Regions from separate parts of the Mus musculus genome. Here all the other regions are linked to region 1. A link is a contact called in public Hi-C and HiChIP or PLAC-seq data. All regions are on one chromosome and are shown on one strand. The core of a region is the stretch at or near the end of the contact, and the rest is flanking DNA. Distances in the headings are between cores, read along the strand shown. Region 1 has its middle 38 kb from the start of Gm39724. Region 2 has its middle 16 kb from the start of Gm34130. Region 3 has its middle 24 kb from the start of Hhipl2. Region 4 has its middle 32 kb from the start of Gm33973. Region 5 overlaps Gm34068 (predicted gene, 34068).

What was found. A called contact is a pair of places that touch in the nucleus more often than the background predicts. HiChIP or PLAC-seq counts read pairs in DNA pulled down with a chosen protein or histone mark.
Region 2: a FOXA1 HiChIP or PLAC-seq map of pancreatic cancer cells shows a contact between it and region 1. The contact joins two enhancer-like sites. A contact is called at or near these places in 1 of 15 datasets of contacts at CTCF or cohesin (the NIH/3T3 cell line), 3 of 484 Hi-C or Micro-C datasets (adipose-derived mesenchymal stem cells and embryonic fibroblasts) and 3 of 115 datasets of contacts at active chromatin or transcription factors (the NIH/3T3 cell line, bone marrow-derived macrophages and pancreatic cancer cells).
Region 3: a contact with region 1 is called in a FOXA1 HiChIP or PLAC-seq map of pancreatic cancer cells. The contact joins two enhancer-like sites. A contact is called at or near these places in 5 of 15 datasets of contacts at CTCF or cohesin (the NIH/3T3 cell line, large pre-B cells, pro-B cells and 1 more), 62 of 484 Hi-C or Micro-C datasets (the AtT-20 cell line, B cells, the C10 cell line and 36 more) and 7 of 115 datasets of contacts at active chromatin or transcription factors (SST interneurons, VIP interneurons, a beta-TC-6 cell line and 4 more).
Region 4: a contact with region 1 is called in a Hi-C map of the N1E-115 cell line, with 2.6 times the contacts expected there. The contact joins two enhancer-like sites. A contact is called at or near these places in 2 of 484 Hi-C or Micro-C datasets (the N1E-115 cell line and nephron progenitors).
Region 5: a contact with region 1 is called in a FOXA1 HiChIP or PLAC-seq map of pancreatic cancer cells. The contact joins two enhancer-like sites. A contact is called at or near these places in 3 of 484 Hi-C or Micro-C datasets (group 2 innate lymphoid cells, pancreatic cancer cells and ventricular fibroblasts) and 1 of 115 datasets of contacts at active chromatin or transcription factors (pancreatic cancer cells).

What each region holds. Positions count from the first base shown.
Region 1 is chr1:183,668,481-183,671,172 of GRCm38.p6, forward strand. No RefSeq gene overlaps it. Among named protein-coding and RNA genes, the nearest start is that of Gm39724, 38 kb to the left of the region's middle. Within about 2 kb of position 1,306, at least 67 of the 459 cell types and tissues checked have an H3K27ac peak or open chromatin away from gene starts, as enhancers often do. A contact at or near this core is called in the HL-1 cell line, the N1E-115 cell line, SST interneurons and 4 more, where this site is marked.
Region 2 is chr1:183,920,133-183,922,824 of GRCm38.p6, forward strand. No RefSeq gene overlaps it. Among named protein-coding and RNA genes, the nearest start is that of Gm34130, 16 kb to the right of the region's middle. Within about 2 kb of position 1,344, at least 43 of the 459 cell types and tissues checked have an H3K27ac peak or open chromatin away from gene starts, as enhancers often do. A contact at or near this core is called in pancreatic cancer cells, where this site is marked.
Region 3 is chr1:183,440,851-183,443,542 of GRCm38.p6, forward strand. No RefSeq gene overlaps it. Among named protein-coding and RNA genes, the nearest start is that of Hhipl2, 24 kb to the left of the region's middle. Within about 2 kb of position 1,346, at least 48 of the 459 cell types and tissues checked have an H3K27ac peak or open chromatin away from gene starts, as enhancers often do. A contact at or near this core is called in the HL-1 cell line, SST interneurons, VIP interneurons and 3 more, where this site is marked.
Region 4 is chr1:183,520,339-183,523,030 of GRCm38.p6, forward strand. No RefSeq gene overlaps it. Among named protein-coding and RNA genes, the nearest start is that of Gm33973, 32 kb to the right of the region's middle. Within about 2 kb of position 1,358, at least 23 of the 459 cell types and tissues checked have an H3K27ac peak or open chromatin away from gene starts, as enhancers often do. A contact at or near this core is called in the N1E-115 cell line, where this site is marked.
Region 5 is chr1:183,807,038-183,809,729 of GRCm38.p6, forward strand. Gm34068 (predicted gene, 34068) reads left to right here. Exons shown (of 3, transcript NR_151520.1): 3 at 2,376-2,692. Among named protein-coding and RNA genes, the nearest start is that of Gm34068, 59 kb to the left of the region's middle. Within about 2 kb of position 1,329, at least 6 of the 459 cell types and tissues checked have an H3K27ac peak or open chromatin away from gene starts, as enhancers often do. A contact at or near this core is called in pancreatic cancer cells, where this site is marked.

The sequences.
Region 1 (2,692 bases), core at 56-2,555:
AATTTCCTCACACTTAAGATTCAATGGAGCTGTGCATTTTGATTTTTTTATTTACTAATGTATTGCTTTCTGATATCTATCTATCTATCTATCTATCTATCTATCTATCTATCTACCTACCTACCTACCTATCTATCTTTCTGAGACAGTGATATATATATGTGTGTGACCCAATCTGGCTTTGAATATCACCATCCACCTGAATGCTGAGATTACAGATCTATGCCACCATGCCCACTGTTTCCGTTTCATTTCCCACTGACTGTCCCCTGTCCCTTTGCCATCAGGGACATGTGCTTATAACCCCTGTGACTTGGTTTAGTGTGCCTGGGAAAGTCAAACATTTCACGGTGTCTGAGCACAGACCCTGCTGCTGCACACAGACTGCAGAATATTTCTGAGGCTATGGTCAATGCTGTCTTGATTCGCTCCATCTTTGATTACTGTTTCACAAATAAGAATAAAGCTTATGTATTCGTAACCAGTGACATTTTTCATCTTTGGGATCCTCTTTGGCTTAGGTATCATGTGCATATTAGTATGAGAAGCAAATGACAGTGACTACGTGGACACTATCTCCAGTGCAGTGAGTCACGTGGTCAGGTGCTTGATTGCTCACGTAGGCACCACTAACTCCCACAGAGTAACCAATCCCAGGGAGGGCTTGGGAGAGGGTTCAGTGGTTGAAGTGCTTGCTCTGCAAACATGAAGACCTAATCCAAGCCCCAGAACCCAACCAATTAAAGAAAGCCAGGTGAGATGGCATTTGCTTGTAATTTCGGAGCTGAGGAGGCAGAGGCAGGCAGATCCAGGGGCCACCCAGGGTGTACATCAATGAGAGATCCTGTCTCAAAAAACAAGGTAGATATGGGCCCAGTGACACTTGGAATCGGCCCCTGGCCTCCATATGTACACATGGTGCGCGCACACACACACACACACCCCTTTGTTCTACACCGGGTGCTGCCGCTCTGAATGCAGGTGGGAGTCTGATTAATACCCTTGGGTAGTGCTGTGACTTTGATGATGACGCTGACAGCGAAGGATAATTAGTGTTTTTCCAGGTGTCTGACTCTCTGACACAGGGAGGAGACCAGTTTGTGCTATGCGATGAGTTTGTGCCACCTGGGGACTTGAATTTCTAAGTTTCTTTTGGCTTCCTGTTGGTTTTAGAAGTTCCACCTGCCTTGGGAATGTCTTTGCATCTCAGGTTGCCGTCCCAGGCAGGCCCTGACACAGCAAGAAGATTTGCTGACTGTAATCAGCCAGTGAAACAGCTGTTCATAGAGGAAGCTGCCTGTTCAGCTTCCCTCCGGCTAGGCTGGCTTGGCTCATTCGGTGCTGAATGGGTGCCCATTCAGGAGCAGCAGAGAGGCGCGCCCCTCCCCCAGCACGAAAGTGAAATTAAAGCAATGTACCGTTTTCCTCAGTCACCCTCTGGTTTGAAAAGATGAATCACCCTCAGGTTTGTACTCAGAGGCATCTAGTAAGGGCCGAGCTGGTTTGCAGACTAATTCTGCTCAGAAATTGTGTCTTGATAACAGATGGATATCGCCCCGTGTGCTGGCCCTCGGGAAGACCAAATGGCTCCCATCCTGCTGACCCAGAGAAAACGTGAATTGCTGTTTCTCTGGAATATTACTGTTAAGGTTTTGTCCACCTTGAGTCAAGTGGCCACATCTTATCACAGACTTCATCAGGGCTTAAGTAAGCCTCTGCGATATCCTAACAACGACATGTGCGCGCGCGCTCTCTCTCTCTCTCTCTCTCTCTAATCAATTTCAAACCAAAGGAGGTGGCAGTTTGAGACCCCCTAGGGCGTGGGTTGTTCTTGAGTGGATGAGGAGTCAGAAGTGAGAGCTGCTGCGGAGTCAAGGACAGGAAAAGACCTTGAGAAGCTTAAGTCACTCCAGTGCTCATCTGCTTAGCTTCGGTGGCTGGGCAGCATGCAAGGTAGGAGATTGAGCTAGAGCAGCCACTCTCAGTATGTGGGTAGTGACCCATTTCACAGGGGTTGCGTATCAGATATCCTGCATACCAGGTATTTACATTACGATCCCTAACAGTAGCAAAATTATAGCTATGAAGTAGTGGTTAGGGGTCACTACAACACGAGGACCTGTACTAAAGGGTCAGAATGCTAGGAAGACTGAGACTTCGGGAATCCTTTTTAAGGGCTGGGGGAGTGGCTCACTGGGAGTTAGAATGCACCTAGTGTGCAGGAAGCCCCGGGCTTGATCCCCTGCACTGCCCACGTGGGAAAAGAAAACTGTCCTACTTAGTGCCAGAGTCCCCAGTGCAAGCTACGGGAAGGGACCGACTGGTGGGCTCTCTTACTGAACTTTACATACGATTTAGAAAAAAACTATTCATAGCCATCTTTTTTAAAGACAGAGTGACTGTTGTTAGTCAGTGAAAATATAGGATATTTATTTCTTTGCATCTGGGGCCAGTAGTTTACATGATAAGACACAGTTTAAAGAGACTGGATTGAAGAACTCTGGACCTCTTTGTTTCCTATGTTTCAGAGGGCGTGGCTCAGCTCAGAGAGCTTCATGTTTTATCATGGTTCTGTTTCATGGGTCTTCTCGTTTGTTAATTGTTCCAGTGGACCTGTGGGCTCTCTTCAATCTGTCCTGGTTATGCAGGCCAAAGCCCCTGCTGTCTCATTACCTTCAGGGTTTTCATTCAC
Region 2 (2,692 bases), core at 94-2,593, 250 kb after region 1:
ATAAGCATACATGTTCACAACTTCTATAGATTGGGATGTGGGCATTTGAGGAGGCTCACGTTCTGTTAATCAGAAGGTCAATCTTAGATTTTAGTTAATTTTTAAAACATATAGAAGAAAAGGACAATGTGATGTCCCTTTCTCCAGGGACTTGAGGAGATCCCATTAGAAAGTAAAGTAATTTTACATTTGATAAAGAGGTTTAGGAGATTTCTGTTGAATTGGGGGCCACCCATTGCAATATGGGCCTTAAATGACTCCCAAATCAAAACCTCTGCTGTGCCATACAGCTTATGTGTCAGAGCCACACTTTTATGGGATACGTCTGTCTATTAGCTTGAGCTAACCTATAAAGAACTTCAAACACGGTGAGTCTAGAACAAAATCAACTCTCCAAAACTGGATCCTTGTGCTCTGATCCTCCATTCCAGTTAGCGCCGCCACCTTCCTGGCATCATGATCAGCCTCAACGCTGGGATCAACCCTCCTTCTGCACAAGCAATGGGACAATCAGTCCTATTATTTCTACCTTGGGTCTGTATCTGGAGTGTGGCCTTTCTCCTACTGCCCACTTTTCCTTGAGATTCTTTCATCTTCTACCTGAATTTCTTCACCTGTTTATTTTACTCTCACTGAGTTATCCTAGAACTTTCCATAAAAAAAAATGATTCTGCCAGGTTCTCCCTCACCTAAACAGTCTCTCTATTCATTTATCTAATTAGTTTGATTTAATTTTATGTGTATGAGAAGGGTTTTTTCCTTGCCTTATATTTTCTCTTGTTATTTTTCCCATCTTTAAAAAGTTGAAAGTGTTTTCTTTCCATATATGTATGAGTGTTTTGCTTACATGTGTGTCTGTGTATGTGTGCCCTAGAACTGGAGTTACAGATGGTTATGAGCCACCATGTGAGAAACTGGGAATTGAACCTGCGTCCTCTGGGAGACCAGCTGATGCTTTTAACCACTGAATCATCTCTAGACCCTTATGAAAATACTTCAACAGCATACACCTAAACAAAGAAGGAGAAAACACGGCTCTCTTACCTCTTGTTCCAAACCTTGTGCCAATCATTTTGCAGCCGTACCCATGAAGGTCTTCATGTTTCTGCCTGAAAAAAATTAGTTGAGATTCACACTGGGTTTTAGACCTCCATATACACCCCAGACTTCTAAATAACAAAAGCAGCAAACATATGTACGTGAGCAGCTCAAACATCCAGGGATGCAATAATTTTCCCATAGTCCTTGTGTATGAGCAAATGCAAAAGACAGAAAACATACCAGGGCTTGTTTATCCTGGCTCCCAGACCGACTGCTTAGGAAATACTCAGAGCCAGTCATGACTAATGTTCTCAAATATGACTTATTACTCATATAGCATAATCACAATAATACTCAGAGGCCCACACACTGTTTGTTTGTTCTGTTATTTGAGCCACAATTTAATGTCTGCTCAGTATGGAATCACCATAAAAGAACTATTAGCTTGCTGAGATAACCTATATTTAAAGAGCAGTCAATTCTATGGATTCTTGGCTCTTAATTGGCAACTATGTTCCAATTAAACGTGAGTTCTATTTAATGAAGTTCAATTGCAGAGAATGTTGAATTTGAAACAAGTTTTAAATGAGTCAGCTTGGGAAACATTCACCCTGTTTCTTGTGCTGATTCTACATAGAGAAAGATAAGGAGATGCTTGGAGTTGTGTGGAGCATAAATTGTCACATTTTCTATGAAATGGTCCATCCAGCCATATATAGATAACACTTACCTATTGAAAACACTTATCTGGACATCATGATGTTCCCTTCCCCATAATGGATACAGTACAGCTATTCCACTAAGACACCTCTCCTGAGAAACACTCAGAGTGACAAAATGGTAGTTTAGATTATTCTGGCTTCCATAATAACAATAAAGCCTAAGAGTGGACAAAGTTCCTTAGTTCTCATCGGATTTCTATATCTTCCAGGTAAGGAAGGACATCACTAGGCCCTCTCCAGATGTCTCTGTGGCCTATCACTGTTTAAAGGTGGTGTGCTCTTAGTTAAATTTTCATAACATTCCTTGGACATAAATATTGTTAGGTTGAAAATACAATTCTATGGTAGAGGGTCTGCATAGGATAGAGAATACCATGGGTTTTATCTTCAGCCCTGCAAAAAGTAAATGTCTAACACACACACACACACACACACACACACACACACACACACACACACATATCTATTTAAGTTCAATTCCAGAAAATGTTGAGTTTGGAACAAATTTCAAATGAGCTGTACCAGGAGCCCTTCAGACTGGTTCTTATGCTGGTTCTGCTTATAAAGGGATAGAGAGATACTTGGAGTTATATGGAGTGTGTGTGTGTGTGTGTGTGTGTGTGTGTGTGTGCGTGCGTGCAGAGTCAGAGAACACCTCTGGGAGTGGATTCTCTTCTTCCACCATATCAGTCCAGAAATTCAAATTCAGAATGTCAAACTTGGCAACAGGAATCTTCAGCAATTGGGCTAATACAGCAGCCCATGAACAAAGAGAAAACAGACAGAGACACAGACAGACAGACAGATAGATAGATCATAGATGCACAGATGATAGATAGAAAATCATAGATATATGAAGTATCAATAGGTTGACACAAAGAAAAACGATAGGTAGATAGATAGATAGATAGATAGATAGATAGATAGAT
Region 3 (2,692 bases), core at 96-2,595, 230 kb before region 1:
GCCTGCCTGGCTCTGAGATCATTATTTATAACTTACGTCTTCTGGGGGCAGCGTTATTCACCCATGCAGAATCCTCCTGATATATATATATCCCCAAACAGCGCCACCTACTGGGACCAAACGTTTAAATACACGAGACTATGGGGATCATTTTACATTCAAGCTTGGGAACCTGAGCTCCAGACCCAGGGTTTTCAATCAGGGGTGGTTTTGCACCTCCCAGCCCAGGGAAACAATGGCAATACCTGCAGACACTTTGATAGTTGTAACAGGATGGAGTCGGGGGTTGGGGTTGCGACTGGCATTTCCTCAGCAAAAGATAGGGGTACTGTTAGATGCTTGTGGTGAGCAGACAGCTTCACAGTAACACAGACCGCTTTGACCCAGTGGTGCCAAGGTCAAGAAATCTCAGTCTCTACATATCTGTAAGGCACTGGAAGTCTGGAGCTGGCAGTGCTGAACCAGCTCGGGCTTCATGCAGCGACAGAGCATCAGCAAGGGCTGTAGAGGCCGCCTGTCCAGAAGCCTATCTATTCTCTTTTGTTTTTTCTCTCATGATCATGTATTTTTTAAATTTCCTTTGATAGCAGTGCCATACATGTGGAGACCAGAGGATGCATTTGAACTGATAAGGACTAGGTAGAACTGAAGGGCTAGATGGAATGTTAAGGCCTAGGTATAACGTTAAGCCTAAGTAACTCTTACGTGGCTAGCCTGCCATTTTGCGCTGTTACTAGTATTATAAGGAAACTTCCTTATGTGCAAGTTGATTGCATATTCTCTTAAATTCTTTGCTCTTGGAAACTGAGCACAACAGAGGTTAGTTAGAACTGCTCTGTATAGTTAGCCAAAATGAGCTTTGACCCAAATCAGCCAATCAGCAGCACTTCCTGCATATGTGTATAAGCTTGTATGGTATCTGCTTTTATAAGCTGCCCCTGGTGTGAGCCTGAGCATAAGAGAGACATCTGCATCTATTAGAAATAAGACTTCTATTTTGAGTAAGTGTTGAGAGGCTACCGTGGAAAACACCTTCTACCTCTTTCTTGCACGTGAAGAGCAGAGTACTGGGAGAATATTCTTGTACTCCAAGTTCAGAGACCATGGTCAGGAAGGCTAAATAAAGACAAGAGGGCCACCTCTCTCCGTGTCTGTGCTGGGGACACCTGGAGACCACATCGGCTTCTCTGCCTTGAGTTCATCATTTGTAAGCAACAGCTGCTAAGGAGAAAGGGTGGGGCAGGGCTGGCAAGTGAAGAACTCGCCCAGCTTCCTTGTTGGTGACACAGTCGTCGCTTGTTTACATTAAAGATAAAAAGGGCACAGCACAAGACTGCCAGGCAAAGTCTGGTGAGTAAGTAGAGAAGAATTCGGAGAAAACTTTCCTTACAAGAGGACCTCGTTGTCCTCTTGGCTGCAGTTAAGTGAGTAGTCAGTAGGTGGCGCTAGGTCACCACATAAGAGATTGCCTGCCCTGGCTGCAAATCAGTCTTGGAGCTCACACACTCCTCCTGAGAGAGGAAAATAGAGTAACAGGAGAGATTTAGTTCTTAAAATAAGTCAGCAGCCTAGTGAAGCAAGCACGACCACGGCAGGTACATTTTCTTGCTTGAACTGGCGGAGAAGGACGTTTGCTGCCAGGGGCTCTGGTTGCAGATTCCAAAGGATCAAAACACAAACGTAGATGAAGTCTCTCAGCAGGCCTGGCTTCACAGGTGAATCTGAGCCATCTGGTGCTGGCCGTACCGGCCCTAAGAATGCGATCCAGCAGGGACAGTATTCTGTGGTGACAGTTCAGAGGGAAGGGCTTTGTCACCCAGGCCCCTGTTTTCGCTGTCAGTGCTGATGCTGGGACCCCAGCTTGCGACCGTTTAGTAGACTTAAAGATTTAACGTGATCAGGCTATTTCTGGATAATGGTTTCTGCTTCCTTGCCTGGGGACTGAGCAAAAGACTCAAGAAAAAGGACCCCGAATAGCAGGTTGAAATGGTGCAGAAGAGTCTCCCCGATATTGAGAACTATGTTCCTGGAAAATGGGGCAGAGCAGGTTCTGGTATTTTGAGAGAGTCAAATACCCGATCATTATAGCACAGATTTGACAGAAAGAAAGGGGAGGAGAAAGATGGCGGGCTAAAGACACAGCAGGGTGGTAGGAATATATCAATTATACATAGTAACATAATAATATATTAATTATACATAATAGTTTCACTGTATTTCCATACACACATCTAAAGCATCTGCTATATTCACTCTCTCTTGTTCCCACCCCATCCAACCTGGTCCCCTCCCTCTTCCTAACACCCACTCCCCCCTTTCAACTTTCATGTTGTTTTTTGTTGCCGTTGGCCCGGTGCATTTCACTAGGATGCTTAGAGGATGAAAGGTTGTTTACTGGAACACAGGCAACTTAGTGTTGGTCACACCACTGAAGAAAGTGTTTTCCCTTCCCCCAGTAGCCATGAGCTGCTCAGAGCTCCTCAGAGAGGAGTTGGGTCTCTAGAGCCCCTCTTCCCTCCTAAGATGCTGATGGCCTTGTCCGGTGTAGGTCATCACAACGGCTGTGAGCTCAGACATGTAATTACCATGTCGTGCCTAGAAGACAGTGCTCCCAAGCAAAGAATTTTGTTTCTTAAATATGTGGGTGACCTTTGGGTGTATATCACTCCCTGTTCCCAGGAGTTTCTGAAGA
Region 4 (2,692 bases), core at 108-2,607, 150 kb before region 1:
TTATTTCAAAGCTGGAAAAGGCAACCAAAACAAAAAAAAAGTATGAAGTATTATCTTGACTGGTTTTAGGGACACAAGACACTGAAGCCTGTGACAGAGACTGAACAGTCCTTGGGAACCAGAGCTCTTGTTGTCCTGGGTCCTGATGTGGGACTCTTTCATCTTTTTAACTCTTAAAACCTGATTATCCCTCTGCAGGCCAGATACAATTTTTCCATTACTAATAGCGTGTTCCAGCAGCTTCTCTTGTCAGAATAAATTGGTGTGGACTCAGGCAGCGCAGATCCGCTACAAAACTTGTGTAACGAGATAAAGTAAGAAATGCAAATATGTTAACAAATATATCCACTGTACAAGCACTTTAAGGACAAATAGGTAGGAGTCATCCGTGCATATATGCCCCCTCCCTTTTTTCTATTTTACTTGTATATGTGACTCCCCTTGGGTGGTCAGGCAGGGTCAAACCACACAGAATGAAGATACCTTACAGGTGGGAAGATCTTTCTAGAACTTTATGTATATATATGTATATGCATATGTATATATATATATATATATATATATATATATATATATATATATATTCTGTGTGTGTGTATGCATATATGTACATATATGTATATATATCATGCATAGAATTGACCACATGTAGTGGAGGGTCTTGTGGGCATTTGGGGCAGGGTGGGGGTGGGGCTGCTCCCAGTTAGATAAGCAACTTGGCTCTTGCCCAACAGTTTTTCTTCTGCTGTGGCTCTCTCTATGCCCCTCCCCCCTCCATGCAGGGATGTGGGCAGCACCTGGGAAGTTGTATTAGTTATGTTCTTGTTGCTGTGATAAAATACCCTGGAAAAAACATCTTAAGGGAGAGAGCATTGCTCTCCACTCACAGTTCCAGAGGGAAACGGTGCATGATAGTGGGAACACGTGCCAGCAAGCAGAGAAGGCACAGCAGCAGGCGAAGAAGACTGCACTAGTCAGGAAGCCGAGGACAATGGCGGCATGTGCTCAGTTCATTTTCCTCTTTCTGTGGTTACAAGGTCTCGGATTGACACCCACAGTGGTCAGGTATTTACCCCTCAATCTACTAAGATAATCTCGAACAGGCACACCCAGAGGCCAGTCTTATCAACCTGACAATTGAGATTATCAATGGCCATGACTTGGTGGTGGAGGTCTAAGATGTAGATCACAGGGAAAGAGTAAGAATAATCAGAAAACCACAGTATGTCACGGTGACAGCGCTTCTAATAACATTAGGTGAGTGTCCCCAACAGCACGGTCACAGTGCATTCAGATCAGAAGATGCTTGGACTGATTTCTGCAGAGAAGAGCATTTTCATTCCCGTCACACACTTGCTCCTGCGTTTTCAGTAGGAGGGACTGTAATTACTGAATGGGCATTCATTACAGAGGGCATCAATAATGCATTGGCTTTTGCAGCATGCTCCCTTCTGTTATCATTGTGCTGATGGATTGTGAGTCTAAGCAGATTCAGTAGTGTCACCGTGATTTATGACAATATGATGTGTCTAGAAAGGCCTGGAAGTAAACTGTTCACAGAGGAGTTTGTTGTGACGGTGACCAGTAGGTGGTAACTCCTCTATTTTGTTTAGGCTTTGAAACTGCAGGCCACACTCCTGGGTACCCTACCAGCTACTGCTTCCCTTTGTCTTTTGTATTCCCTCAGGAATTATAAGTATTCAGATTTCTATTTGCTCTGAGATATGGCAGAGTGAAAATATCTACTTTGTATTAATATTCATGGGAAAGGGAAAAATCCGAGTTGAGCTTTGGTGGTGCTATCTATCTGTCTGTCTGTCTGTCTGTCTGTCTATCTATCTATCTATCTATCTATCTATCTATCTATCTATCTCTATGTCATGGAACCTGATGGGTCAAATACATTTTGATCATTAGAATGATTTGTTTTCTATTTATTGATTTGAATATAATGGGACACACCCAGGTCCATTAAATTAAAGCATTACTGAGTGCTTACCAGTGCACAGCAGTTGGTGTGGGCGGACCCATCAGAAGTAGCCCCAACACAAGCACAAGGCAGAAGGAAATAAGTGCTGCTCACAGGGTTGAAAGTAGAAATGAAGGCAAAGGAAGATAGGTCATGATTCTGAAGTGTGTCGGCTGTATGCCATGAAAATGGAGCCTGAGGTAAAACTGTATGTATGAATACCTGAGGGCACAATCTCAGGCAGCCATGGGGAAGGGAGAGTGGGAAGTGGGGTGAGGAAGGAGAGGAACGCAAGGCAAGTGCACTGACTGGTGCCAGCTTTTCAAAACCCAAGGGCTGCTCCAGAGATTCCTGCCTGGGTGGGTGACTGTTCTATGTGGGGCTGTGGGTGTAGGGGAAGAGGGGGGGTGGGAGAGAGCCTGCGTCAAACTAGAGTTCCTGTGCTCTGGGTGGGTGGACACAGGAGGACTGCCGGACGCTTTCCACACCACCTGGGTGGGCATCTATCTGGCTGTGTGAAGCCACTGACCTCACATGGCAGAGGTTGGACAAGGGGCAGCTCCCAGTACCAGGTTCTCAGTCTCTGGCATCCAACGTTGGATACGGCAGAGGAGCTGAGAACAGAATAGGGGCCCCAAGGATGCAGAAAGAGGGCAGAGGGAGAGAGGTTCCCATATAGGCAAGAATCTTTAGTCCAGTCCATGGCTGGAGCACAGGAAGGCC
Region 5 (2,692 bases), core at 79-2,578, 140 kb after region 1:
AGTGATGTCAGCCCCATGAAACATCATATGTAATCAGAGACTACAGGCACTTGTTTCTCTTTGCACAATTAAAACTAGGTTCTGCTATTCCTGGGAACCATATTTTTAGAGTTTAAGCTGGGTGTAATGAGAATTCTAAAAATAACATTGTGAAAGGTGAGGCTAAGTGTGGGGGGCTGAGTTCACCCTGGTGCTGGGGCAATAAAACATTATCCGTGGTCCATTTAAAGCCCTTCAGCCCTGGGATAACGTTTTTTGCTTGGACAGAAGCTTAGTTCATCCTGTTTGGACCCAACTCAGTTTCCATCGACATGGTGGTGGTCCAGGGAATAGGAACTATGAATGAGTTATTAGGGGAATTTTAAAGCTGTTGAAAAACCTCAGGGGGCAGCTTCTTTCACAGGAGCTCTGGTTACACTGAGCCGAGAGGTTTGGGGTATCCACTGTTGGGACCACCACAGCTGGCCAGCTCACAGCCTTCCAGCATGAGGGCTCTTCTTAGAATCATGCTTCTTAAGCCCCGAAGGCTGCCAATAATAACGATCTCTGGGTTGGCAATGAGAGAGCCTGTAACCTCAGACCCAGCTCTCGGCACCCAGTAGTGTGCCTAAACTATGATACATGCCTTGTAACAGATGTGAGAGACTTCAAGATTTTAATAAGTCCAGGCTTTGGAATGGATATAGATTTCCTGGATGGAAAAGCCCTATATTAACTGTCCCACCCACAGCTCCTTTAAACACACATGAGCACTCATCACACACGAAGCCCTCCGTGCATGTGCGCATTGCCAGGTTCCTGCTTGAGGCAGACCTGACCCCAGCAGCAGATGGGCATTATCAAGTTTCTTATCACATCCTTGCCATCCAGTAACTTGACGTCTCCTGTTTTTTGGGCCGTGCTAATGAGGCTGATGTTGCAAGCTTACTTTTGCTGATGAGCTACATGGCTTTCCTCTTGTGTGTTCAGGGATATTTTCCCTAGCTTGTTTGCCTGTTTATTTAAACTCAACCTGCAAGTCTGGGTCTGGGATAAGATCACCGACTGCTTGTCTGTTGGCTCACAAATGTCTTGCTTCAGATGCAGACAAGATCTGAGATAAGCTAGTTCCATATGGGCACAAGTATATGAAGAACACTGGATGTGTTGTTAATACCAGCAGGGCAGCGTCTGATAGACTAAACTAACCCTGATTCTCTAAGCAGCCTTAGCCCAAAGCAATGGCAACAATGATTTCTGTGACCTTGAACATGTACAGGGCATCTGATCACACAGTGCCTTCTGCAGGGGCAGGCAAGAGCCATCTACATTTATGTTGTAGCCTGAGTAAACATAAAAAGAATTCTTACTTTCCTATGTACACAAATGCTTAGTAGCACTCCCTGGGGCTGAGGTTACTGTTTGAGAATTGTGAATGCACAGTTGATAGTAGACTGAACAGCCTACATAACTTTCTGTCAGAAAAGCGGTGATTTTAGCAATGGTGAGGTGTTTGCAAGTGGTCAAATCTAACTCCATCATTTTTAGACTGATATCAAATTACAGGCTGGAGAAATGTCTTTCTCAACATTACCTGGCATTTGGTATATATCTGGAGTTACTTAAGACTCAGGCCAAACTCTATCAGGGTTTTGTTGATTCTGTCAAGTAAGGTCTACCCAATGGACTTTTCAGTATCTTTTTCTTTGTCTCTACTCTTTTTATTTTGTGTCCCTTTGCCCAGTGGCAGCAAGGAGTACCTACACTTTTGTTCTTTCTCAATAAGTCTTCCCCTAAAACTATTATTCAGAAATCACCAGACCAACGTGTTCACACCACCACACAAACGAATGAAAAGCTGCTTTCTAGCTTTGTGTGCCTTGTAAACATTAAATTGAACTTGCGGTCAGATTTAGTTATGGCATCCGAGCAGCCTCAGGTCAGCACAGTTTGGGAAGCAATGGTCAAAATGGTCCATAGCTTGGATCTCATCGGTCCAGATTTATACCTGTTAAAGAATTGTGAGCTGATAGATTGGGCAAAAGCCATTAATTCATGTGGTTTCCTAACAGTTACAGAAATGAGAACCAAAGGAGACAGTGAGTTTTCCCCATGCTCAAGGAGCTAGTTAATGATGAGGCAGAGGTGAGCCTTTGGGATCAATCATCATGAAGGTAATGGGCTGAACAAAAGATGTTCCATGGGGGGTCCCTTTCCCCATTCCTCTAAGAAATGCTTTCTGGATGACTGTGTGGTATATGTGCATAGTGTTTAGTATGTGTTTTTGAGGTGTGTATACGTCAAGTTTGCCTGGTATGTATATGTGTATGTATATTTGTATTTGAGGTGGGTATATGTACATAGTTTATGTAGTATGTCTATTTGTGTATTGACAGAAGCCACCTAGGAAAGGCCATGTGGGAAGCAAGTGAGTTTCCTGGAGACAGCCCACCATTTTACATGGATATGACGGGTACAGTCTGGAGAGGCCCAGCCCCAGAAACGTCCCAGGATGGCTTTTTACTTCTGATAAAACTTTCTTCCTGGGCATCAGCCCACCCTATTGAGCAAATTCGACCCTGCAGATCAGCATGAAGATGAACTTTCATGAATTAATGCTCCTTAGATGAATTGATTACTTCCTGATTTGAGTCTAATGATTTTAGGAAGAATGTTTAAGGGGATAGTTTTAGTTGTTTTGCCAGAAGATGTA